Linked DNA regions of Oryctolagus cuniculus: region 2 is linked to region 1. A link is a contact called in public Hi-C data. All regions are on one chromosome and are shown on one strand. Each heading gives the region's core, a stretch centred on a gene start, on an enhancer-like site or on the middle of the called end of the contact. The rest is flanking DNA. Distances are from core to core; before and after follow the strand shown. Region 1 has its middle 310 kb from the start of FAM241A. Region 2 has its middle 550 kb from the start of FAM241A.

Region 1 (5,796 bases), core at 2,942-5,441:
GTATCCATGGTAACACTCAAGTTGGGGATGGTAGCTCTTTTTATTAACGAAAGTGGGAAGTGATGATCACATCTGTTGGTGTGATCACTCCTTCACCTCCTCTCCTTTAAGCTGAGCAATGCCCAGGTGTTTGTCCCCATTGTGTTCAGCACTCATCTGTGTAAATTATCTGTGCAGTCCTCCCTGTGAGCACGGATCCAGCTGCAATAAGCTCACCCAGCAAACAATGAGTTCTGAGGGTGTGGCTCTGCACCTAGAGCTTGTCCAGAACCCCAGGCTACTCCCTGCCACCTTATCATGTACTCACAATGTTTTCACTGTTTCAGCATCCAGGGCTCTCACAGTCAAGGAGTGCAAGAGAGTCCACTCTGCCCACTAGCTTGTCTTGTCCACAGAGACCTAGGGGTTCCCAGAGCCACTGCCCTTGTGTTTTTCACGCAGGCAGATCAAGTCCCATCCACCCAGCCAGACCAAAAGTTAGTGGGGAATGTGAAGTTTTCCCTGTTGTAAAATTCCTGGATCACAACTGTGCACAATACCCATCAGCCGCAGCCCTTCTCCTTTCACAATTGTGCTGGGTGGGTACAAGAGTCCACTTTGGGCAGCACTTCCCTTCAGTGGGGATGGTGGAGCTGGTGTTGTTGCCATGATGACAAGGTGGGGACAGACCCCACCAGTTGACTGAAACTGATGTGGTCACCCCTGCTGACAGTCCCCTCTAGCTACTGGGTGCCCACAGAAGAGCTGGAGCAGCTGCTACCTGTTTATGTCCAAAATGTCTCCAGCCTTCTCAAAACTAACCTTAGAGCACTGGTGTGGAAAGAAATGGAGAGAGAGAGAGAGATGTACTGCTCCCCCCATCCCATCGTGAGCATTCGCCCAGCTCCACTGAGGGTTACAGTCCAGACTCAAATATCGTGCAGTCTATTAAACTTTCCCTTCAGCCGTATCAAGAATGGCACGGGCAGTTGCCGTCTGATCTCACCTTGCTAGCCAGAGCAGGCTGCTGAGTCTTTTGTTGTGTTCTTGCTTCATGCTCCGTGCTCCTTGCTGTGCGTCTGCACCTTCCACTCAGGTCCAGTTCATTTCCACTGCTTTTGCAAGACCTCCCACTTCAGTTTTCCCTGCAACTTTTCTCTGATAGTACCTTCTCCGCTTTTTCTGCTACTTTTGTGAAGCCTATAGCAGATCTCTCCGTTGCTATTCAGCCATCTTGCCTTCCCCAAAGGATATGCTTTCAAGGATCTCAACCCAGATATTCAGAAAGAATCAGGGAGTTTTAAAACCTTGGTTAGGGGCTGGCACTGTGGCGTAGTGGGTAAAGCCACTGCCTGCAGTACCAGCATCCCATATGGGCACCTGTTCAAGCCCTGGCTTCTCCACTTTCAATGCAGCTCTCTGCTGTGGGCTGTGAAAGCAGTGGAAGATAGCTCAAGTCCTTGGACCCCTGCTCTCACGTGGGAGTCTTGGAAGAAGTTCCTGGCTCCTGGCTTCGGATAGGCTCAGCTCCAGCTGTTGCGGCCATCTGGGGAGTGAACCAGTGGATGGAAGACTTTCTCTCTCTCTCTCTCTCTCTTTCTCTCTGCCTCTCTGTAGCTTTGTCTTTTAAATAAAGTAAATAAATCTTTAAAAAAACTTGATTAATGATTTAAGCATTTGACAAACTATTACAATAGACGTTTCAAAAATGAAGATGTGTGAATTGCCAGAACACATGAAAAAATGCTCATTAGCCATCAGAAAAATGCAAAATTAAAACCACAAGGAGGTATCACTATGTACCTATTAGAATAACTAAATAAAAAATAGACAATACCTAGTATTGACCAAGGTGAAAAGCAAATGGAACACTTAAACATTGTCGGTGAAGGAATAACATGATACAACCATTTGGAAAATAATTAGAAAGTATCATACAATGCCACAGGATCCATAATTCTACTGCCAGTTATTTATATAAGCGAAAGTTCACAGTATAGTATATCTGTACAATAGAATATCATTTAGCAAAATAGAAAAACAAATTCAGTACAAAAATGTGAATGAATCCCAAGAACATTATCCTGATCAAAACAGATCAGATACAAAAGACTATAAACTTGTAAATTTCCACTTATATGAAATTACATAATGGGCTAATCCATGATGATGAGAAGCAGTTTAGTGGTTGGAGGGGAGCACAAGGAATGTTTTGGGGAAAAGCAGGAATGTTCAGACCTTGATGGTGGTGGTTACATGGATATACACAATTGTAATAACTCATCAAATCTATACTAAAATAGGTATATTTCGCTAAGGTAAATTATGCCTCAATAAAAAGTGAGGAAACTCCCTCCTTCCTCTCAAAATCCTTTAATTAAGGAGTTGTAGGGTTTAGGGCAGTTTCCAAAATATGTTACATAAAATGTAAAGACTCTTTGGCTACATGGTGACCAAAGCATGTCGTGTTTGAAAAGTGGAATCCATATCACTTGTTATATGCCTGTTTTGTGTTAGGAATTATTCAAGGCATTTGGTGAGCACTGTGTCATTTAATGTCATTTTAAAGACAGTCGGTTTCAAGAACAGATATATTCTCTAGAAGACATTTTTGACAAAGTACATAATTAGAGGATAGAAGGCCTGATATAAAATGGCTGTTCAATACCTACTAACTCTTTTTCCTTATTGATAGAAAAAAGATGGATGATGCAGGTAGAACAAATCATTTATATTCATCAATAGCATCATTTTTATGGATCTGATTATAAGAGAAATAATACTGAAAAATATTGGAAATACTTTTATTACACATAGTTTGACTAACATTTTTTACAGATAGGGTTGTACTGCATGTTATATTTTAAAACTATTAACTGGCCGTAGTGGCCACTTGGGGGGGTGAACCAACGGAAAAAGGAAGACCTTTCTCTCTGTCTCTGTCTGTCTGTCTCTCTCTCTCTCTCTCACTGTCTAATTTTGCCTGTAAAAAAAAAAAAAACATAAAAATATTTAAAAAATTAAAAAAAATTATGACTGGAGCTGGCATTGTGGTGTAACTGGTAAAGCCACCACCTGTATCCCATATGGGTACCAGTTCAAGTTCCGGCTGCTCCACTTCCAATCTAGCTCCCTGCTGATGTGCCAGAGAGGGCAGTGGAAGATGGCCAAGTCCTTGGGCTCTTGCACCCACGTGAGAGACCTGGAAGAAGCTCATGGCTCCTAACTTTGGACCGGCCCAGCTCTGGCCATGATGGCCATTTAGGTAGTGAACCAGCAATAGAAGATTTTTTTTTCTCTCTCTCCCCTTCTCTCTCTCCCTCTCTCTCTGCTTGTGTAGCTCTGTCTTTGAAATAAATAAGTAAATCTTTAGAAAAAAATAAAAAGGAGGAACAGCACAACAAAAGTTGATCTGCTTCTGATGAAGATCCTTTAAAAAACACTTATACCATATAATAAATGGAATCTAAAATTTACAGAAATAATTAAAAAGTTAATTTTAAATATCTTACAACTTTTGATCTTTTGGTTAAAAAGATTGCATATAACTGTTGCACTTTTATTAGATCCTCAAAGGACTATACAATCTCTTAGTTAAAAAATACTTTTTATTTTATTTTTTCATTTTAATGTGAAATTAATACAAAGAAAACAGATTCAGTGTAGTTCATAGATGCAATTCTAAGAGCATAGTGATATTCTCTTTCTCTCTTCCTCTACAACTCTTTTTTTTTTTTTTTTTTTGGCCAGGCAGAGTTAGACAGTGAGAGAGAGAGAGGCCGAGAGAGAGTTATAGACAGTGAGAGAGAGACGGAGAGAAAGGTCTTCCTTCCGTTGGTTCACTCCTCTAATGGCCGCTACAGCCGGTGCTGCGCCGATCCGAAGCTAGGAGCTGGGTGCTTCCTCCCAGTCTCCCAAACGGGTGCAGGGACCCAAGCACTTGGATCATCCTCCTCTGCCCTCCCGGGCCACAGCAGAGAGCTGGACTGGAAGAGGAGCAAGCGGGACTAGAATTGGCGCCCATATGGCATGCTGGCGCCGCAGGCGGAGAATTAACCAAGTGAGTCATGGCCCGGCCCCTCCTCTGTCTTATTTTAATGACTGTAAACCTAGATAATAAAAGTTAAGCTTGGTCCAGCAACTTGATGACTAAACAAGAGACACACAGTTCCAGATAGTCATGTGTGAAAAACAATCCCATTGTCCGTTTAAGCTTGGTTACTTCTCATCTTTCATTTTTCAGGATGTAGGTCTCCATTCATAACAGTGGCAGGAATGAAAAGGATAAAACAAAGTGCAATGTTGCATGAAATATGAGCTAATGATTTTGGCATCCTCTTAAAAAGATGAGCTACGTATGTTCTTTCCATAGTTGGCAAGAACCCAGATCATATATCACAACCACTGAACCCTTGTGTCCTGAAATCACCCTGTTGGATACTTTACAGGGCATGAGAAGAGAGGCTACCCTTGCATAGAAGAAATGAACACAAATGAAGATGTAATAGAAATGTTTGTTTTCAATTGCTGTTTCTTTGTGCAGGATAAGACTTATTAAAAAAAGAAAGGTAGATTTATTCTGCAATTTGAACCCTCCCTTATTACATTATAGGCCCCGAGTAGATTGTACTTGTACTGAAAAAAATATAAATTATCAGGATTGTTTTTAAAACAGGTTTATCAGAGCTAAAATAATGATGTGTCTCCTAGTTAACCACTTTCTGATTTCCAGACCAGATCTAGCTTGGGGCAAAAAAGCTTGATGTGTCTCTTCTGCGGCTAGGCAGGACATCAATACCAGAATTTTAGACTTTCTGTCATTTAGAAAGTCTCCCATTAGGCATTTTTTATGCATTTTCTGATTAACTAACTTTGATGTTTAATGATCTCCCTTTGGCTAACAGGACTTGTATTTTGGGAGACAGAGCTAAAGTCAGGCCACAGAAGCACTTAGGTGTCAGTACCTATCACTTTTCCAGTGATAAACCCACGGATGTCTCTGTTTGTAACTTGCAATGCCCAAGTGGAGTGTCAAGGGATTATCTTTTTTTAAAATTATGAAAACATGCTGACTATAAGGGACAAAATATAATGGTGGTTATATAAATATATTACCATCTGAACAATGAAATGCTAGACAAAAATGAAAAGATTTCATTAGAATGGTGAGATGTTAATGATTATTTTTTAAAAATTTTACTGATGTAATCTTCTTTTCCATGGAGATATTAACCTGAAAGCTAGATCTGCTAGAGATATTCCTTTTGTTTTCAGAACTTACAATTTGATTCGGTAACTGTTAGCCACACTGAAGACAGACAAGCATTTATTTTTAGAAGTTTTGGTTATTCATCCACAAGAACACTAGAGGTCACTGTAGCTGGTGTTTGTATTGGGATTCCAATGATTTAGTTAAGGAACAATTTCCTGTCTTCCTTTGATAGCTGAGTGTTTTAAGGGGAATCCAGTCTTCTTGATTTGATAGACTATTTATATATCTCTACATCTTTGCATGTGTTTAAAAGACTATGTCTATATTTTTCCATTTTAGTAAGTTGATGATTTTTAAAAAAAGAACTCTATAAGATGATTAAGAAACACATAAATGTGCATTTTGTCAAAATTGGAAAGTCTATGTAGTTTTTAATTTGCTTTAGATGTTCTTTGTCCTAAAATCAAGTCCTAGTTTCAATTTCTAAAAGTATTAGCTCATGACAAAATAAATGTGCAGTGTCAGACTCATGCATCACTTTCACTTGTAACTGGTGAATGGAGGCCTATTAGGATTGCAGACAGTTAGGAGATGTTGAGGGAAAA
Region 2 (5,585 bases), core at 1,579-4,078, 240 kb after region 1:
CAAGCTAAATATTTAATTTTATGCCTAAAATCACATTTTTATTCAGAATGTAAAAGCTTTAGGTCTTTATTTAGAATCCAATACCACAGTTTCATAAAATGATAGTTGCAATTAGTTTAGATTAGTTTAGCAAATAAAGTTTAGATAATTTTATGTTAAATGTTTTGATCAGATATATTCATCATAAAGGTAGGATTTGGCATGCTTGTGTGTGTGTGAATTTTTTCTTTAGAATTTCTACCATAAAAAAAATGACTCAGATTCACACAACAGCCTTCTTGCTGTAACTAATCCCTCCAGATCTGGCTGACTCGCTCAGGCTGTATTTCCTGCCTGGACCCGCCTATGTGAACTGAAGGAAGAACAAAAACAAAAGGAAAATTCGGCAAATATTCTTTTCATTATTTTTTAAGAATGCCAAAACTTATTGTCAAATGACTTGAACTTCAAAGTGTCTCCTTGCTTCCATATCACTGTCTGTGTGTGAAATCCTATTCATACAAAAGGAGGGCACAGGTCTTGTCAAATAACCCGTGCATATTCCAGCAATGAGAAGGCACTCAACACAGATTTTAGAACTAGAGCAAATCAAATCTTTCTCCTTGGAAGGAGAATTACCCACAGAAATATTTTGAAATCTCCACAGATATTTTTGAGGAAATAAATAAAATAACCTTAACATATTTTTTTCGTATTTCTCATTTTTTTAAAGACAACAGAAATAAGGACCATAGATAATTCATATGAATCAGTGTGGGTAAGTTTTGTTATCTATTGTAAGGTTCTACCTGAATCTTTTACAAAATATCTTTGTCTAAGTCCTGTTAGGTCTATGTTTTGCAACTCTAAGCTCTGTGCTATTTATAGTATTTTAACAGGGATTAGTGGAAGTGAGGTAAAGTGATAAAATGCCAAATTTAAGTAGTTTTTTTCCTTGAAATTTTTAGTTAAAATATTACAGACTATATTTGCACAGACAGAATGAACTGATAGAGCATCTATTTGTCAGGGGCTTACAACTTCAGGTTTCCCTTGTGAACACTGGTCTATAGAAGGCATTTCAGAATCTAACAAAAACATACTTCTGTGCAATGCATTCATTTGATCTGTTAATATTTCTAATTTTTCCTTGGAACACCATGATTTCACTACTGGCAAGATTAGAATTTTTAGCAAGTTGAACCAAAAATGATTCAAGGATATGTGACTCTGCCATTTTAGGATTCTGAACCCTTGGAAGACATTGCATCATTTGATACAGGGCAATACTTGTATGTTCCCTTGGAAGCTTGTTATTCCAGAGACATGATCGAAGACTTTGCCACTTTCCATAACCTGATATTTACTTCTGTAGGCAGCAGATATTTTGAATGAAAGAGTTTCAGCCTATATATAATTTCCTCTCTGAGATGATCCCTCTTTAAAGAGGGTTTCTGAATCACTGAATTTTCCCTTTAATTTTCTGCTCCAGCTACCTGGAGATGGTACCCAAATAATCTAATTCCAATGGGAATTTAAATCTTATTTTTCTCTTAGGAAGCTGAATCTGTTGTGTACGATTTTTTTCTGTGGGCAGTTTAGCCTGGGTGGCTTTGTTTCCAATAGAAGAATATAACCAGTTGCTCAATTTGGTAGATTATGACAGGAGAAATAACATAGCTACATAGTTTGTAGCATAAACAGGACATCGCAACATAGGACTCTTCAAACTATCCCTGGCTGTCTGTCTATCTATGCATCTATATGCCTGTGTAATAGAATATGAATTGTCCATCTATCCATTCAATCATCTTTATGTTATTTATAATTCATACAAATATGTTGGTATGGTTGACACTGGACATCTGCAAAATACATATGAGTATAAACATATACCAGTGCTTCAGAGACTAAGTAAGAAAGGGAAAACAAAAAAGTTGTGACATTCTGGAAATCAAGGGCTGTGTCTTGCCTAACCCACAAAAATTGCTCAATAAATATTTGTTGAAGAAATGAATGAAGAGGAAGATTACAAGTGAAATAAGAAATCACATTATCTATATCTCATTTATCAATGTCCACAAAAAAGTCAATGTAATAAAATTTGATTTGCTTTCATTCTTAAATATTTTCCTTTCTTGACGGGCAATATGGAGACTCTGGGGGAAATATGAAGTAAGTTGTTCTAACTTGTGTTTGGGGTAGTATTTTCTTTTCATTCCTAAGGTGCTGCATGGATGGTAATCCCTAAAACCCATGAAAGAGATTGCTCTCATGAGAAATGGAAACAACAACAACACCATTTCTTACCAGGATTTCAATAATGTGCCAGTTGTAAATTTCTTCATAACAGCTTTTACAGTTAAATGTCCTGAATCTGGAGGCTATTTTATTTCTAGATTGAAATAAATGGAAACTCTCTGACCTAGGATTCATTTTAGATCTTGTAAGGATTGTAACAGAAAGTCAACCAGACCAACTTTCTTAGGTGAAGATTTGCTGACTCAGCCTCAAGATTTAAAGGTAGAAAATACACCCTTATTTCTTTGATCAATCTTTTGTTACTTGGTTATTCATGAATCATACCAACCAACACTTTTGATTTTAGAAAAGATCTTTTCAAATACGTTTGTGTTTCAGGCCCTGGAATATGAAGAGACTCCCATTTGTAAATATGTAGTCACACATAAATACGCAACATAATGTAGAATAGAGTACATAATTATATATCTATATATTATTATGCCTGTTTGCATATTTTGGTTAGCTGAACATTTTTCTACATGTACGTGCATGAACTCAAAGGCATACGCTGTGCAGACACACCCACACACTTGCCCAGTTGTCATCTTCTGCCTGGCTCATCTCTCTTTCCCAACTTTCATGGCCTCAAGCGTAAACATACCTTTCCTCCCCTGTTTACTGATTTACTCTTCACCTGATAAATATTATCTTGTGACTATGACCTTCCTTCTCATCCTCTCTGCCTTTGCCTAGTAAGGGAACTATGACTGCGCGAGATCCCTAGCTGATGGTGGTGATGAGGGGGATCATTTGTCAGTGGTAAAGTTTAGGATTTGCACAAGGGAAGCTGATGCTCCTGAGTCATCCACTGAATCTCTGCAGCCAGCAGATGTTACTCTGCTTGTATTAAGCTTAATGGTCTCTCCCACCGTGTAAAGATGATAATGTTTCATTTCTCAGTAAACTTAAATGAAAGACTACTATTTGAGAAAGAATATCATTTATCCATGAAAAACAAATCAATATCAGTTCTCTAGTTTCGATACTTAAAGCAAGTACATATTTCTCATGCTTTATCCACAAAGGCATCCCTTTAACAAATACATTTCAATGTTCACTCAATTACAGCAGGAGCAGCATGGGTCTGTAGGAACATTGAGAAGTCAAGGTTTTCACACAGAGATCATGTGCACATTTTGCTTGCATTATATTGATAATCAAGCAACATGGTTGAAAAAATGTGTACCATTGTTGACCACAAATGTCTGTATTACAGTTTATGTGGTTGGGCTAAAAGCTAATGTATGCAAAGAATGCCCAGCACCAACTTGTTTTCCCAACACCATGACAGTATGAATTATCATATGTCTTCAGCACAAAAGAAAACTGGTCAGTTAAAAAAAGGATGAATTTAACTCTTACAGTCTAAGAAAAGTCTGATCCATGACAGGCACCAGTGACTTGAAAAAAAAAATACCTTAACTATGATTGGCACTAACCATGTTTGAAATCTCACTCACTAGCAGGCTGTCTTTCTTGCTAGTTGTGAGTTTCTTGTTCAAGATATGATTTTCCATGCCATTCTTTGTGCCTTTTCATTTTGAGTGAATTTCCAGTGTGAAAACTGCATTGCTGCTCCACTTTCATGGCAAACTGTGTGTGTGCTGCAATTATGTGTAACCACATGATCAACAAAGGGGAAAATACTTCAATAACAACTTCTTTAGTCCCAGTGTCCTCAAATGACTTAGATATTTTGTTTTTGTGCATAGCCCCACAAAGAGTGGCAAACCAAGGCAAGGGCACAAGAATTTCTTTTACAAAGCAGGTCCATTTGTTGTCCACATTATGGGTTTCTAGCTTTGCATAGGAAAATATTCCAAGTAGATTCCAAATGTGCAGCAAATTTATATAAAGTTGCCATATTTTTTCCAGGCTGTGTTCTCCACTTCTTCCCCTTCCTGCCTGACAATATGTTGCCATGCTATAAAAGCCCTAATGCCCATTTTCAACGATTAGCTGTACATCAGCATTACTACCACAAATCCACAAGTTTCACATCAAGCATTAAATGGGATGAATATTGATCTGCTAAAGAGGATTTATTTATTTCTAGCTCTATCCAAAGATCAACTGCTAGCAGCTTTTGGGGGATCTGTGAAGCTCTCACAGCACAAAGCTACTGCATACATGACACTGGACTTGACATTTCAGTTCTGGAAGAAAACCAAACAGTAAATTCAGTGCAATAATCCTAGATAAATGAGATGATCACTGGAAAAGCTGAGATAGTTAAGTGGTCTATCAGAGAAGTCCAAAGGATGGTATTGAACAGTTGCTACATAGAATCCTCACTCATGTCAATATGGTCCAAAGCACCATCATATCAGATGCCAATATAATCACATTGAGACCATCTGTATCTCCTGCTTTTGTTTCTCTGGGTGTACATTTTTCTGGTTTTACAAGTGATAACAAATAATGTACCATATGACAAAAATGTAGCCTAACAATTGTTTTGAATATATGTAAGCTGAATTGAAATGTAGCATTTCATATATGAAATGCATTAACTCAGATTATGCTATGGAGTTTGGGGTGGGCAGCTACATATTCTTCCTGGTAGATCAAATGATGATGGTGCAGAACTGGACACCTTAAAGCCAAAAGTCTTTTCTTTATTATGTAAACTTCTTAATTAATTAGTTTATTTATTTATTTTGATTTATTTGAAAGAAAGAAAGAGAGAAAGATGGAGAGAGATCTCCCATCCTCTGGTTCCCTCTCCAAATGCCTGCAGCAGACAAACCTGGGCCAGGCTGAAACCTGAAGTCTGAAACTCACTCCAGGTCTCCTATATGGGCAGTAGAGAAAAAGGACTTGGTCCATCCCCTGCTGTCTCAAAGGGTATACATTAGCAGAACTATGGATTAAGAGCAGAGCAGCCAGGGAATCAAGCACTTCAAAATGGAACGTGGGCATACAATTTAACTTGAAAAAAAAAAGCAAACATTTGCCCATGGGCATTTAAATCATTTTTCCCCTAAGACTTTTTTTTATCATTAGAGGGTATGGAAATTTTTTTCATGTAGTTTATTTCATAGATTTAGGCTGAATAATAATTTATTTTTTTTTCTCAGCATCACAAATAAAAATACAATAAATCAAGAAAATTTCTTTTAGTGTCTATAAATATAAAAATGCTTATATTAACATCCTGGTGCAACTCATCAAGCAAATTATTTGGTAATCCATCAAGCTCTATAAAATGATGTAATAATAATCGTCATGTATGTGTCTGTTTCTTTATCAGTTTATTCATATGGAAGCATGTATAGAAGCATTTTGTTACAGCACAAGCA

What was found. Hi-C and Micro-C count contacts between places; a contact is called where the count stands out from the background.
Region 2: a Hi-C map of an unstated tissue shows a contact between it and region 1, with 2.4 times the contacts expected there. The contact joins two enhancer-like sites. A contact is called at or near these places in 2 of 6 Hi-C or Micro-C datasets (skin fibroblasts and an unstated tissue).

Annotation. Positions count from the first base shown.
Region 1 is chr8:53,130,575-53,136,370 of mOryCun1.1, forward strand. No RefSeq gene overlaps it. Among named protein-coding and RNA genes, the nearest start is that of FAM241A, 310 kb to the left of the region's middle. Within about 2 kb of position 4,192, at least 1 of the 8 cell types and tissues checked has an H3K27ac peak or open chromatin away from gene starts, as enhancers often do.
Region 2 is chr8:53,375,088-53,380,672 of mOryCun1.1, forward strand. No RefSeq gene overlaps it. Among named protein-coding and RNA genes, the nearest start is that of FAM241A, 550 kb to the left of the region's middle. Within about 2 kb of position 2,829, at least 1 of the 8 cell types and tissues checked has an H3K27ac peak or open chromatin away from gene starts, as enhancers often do.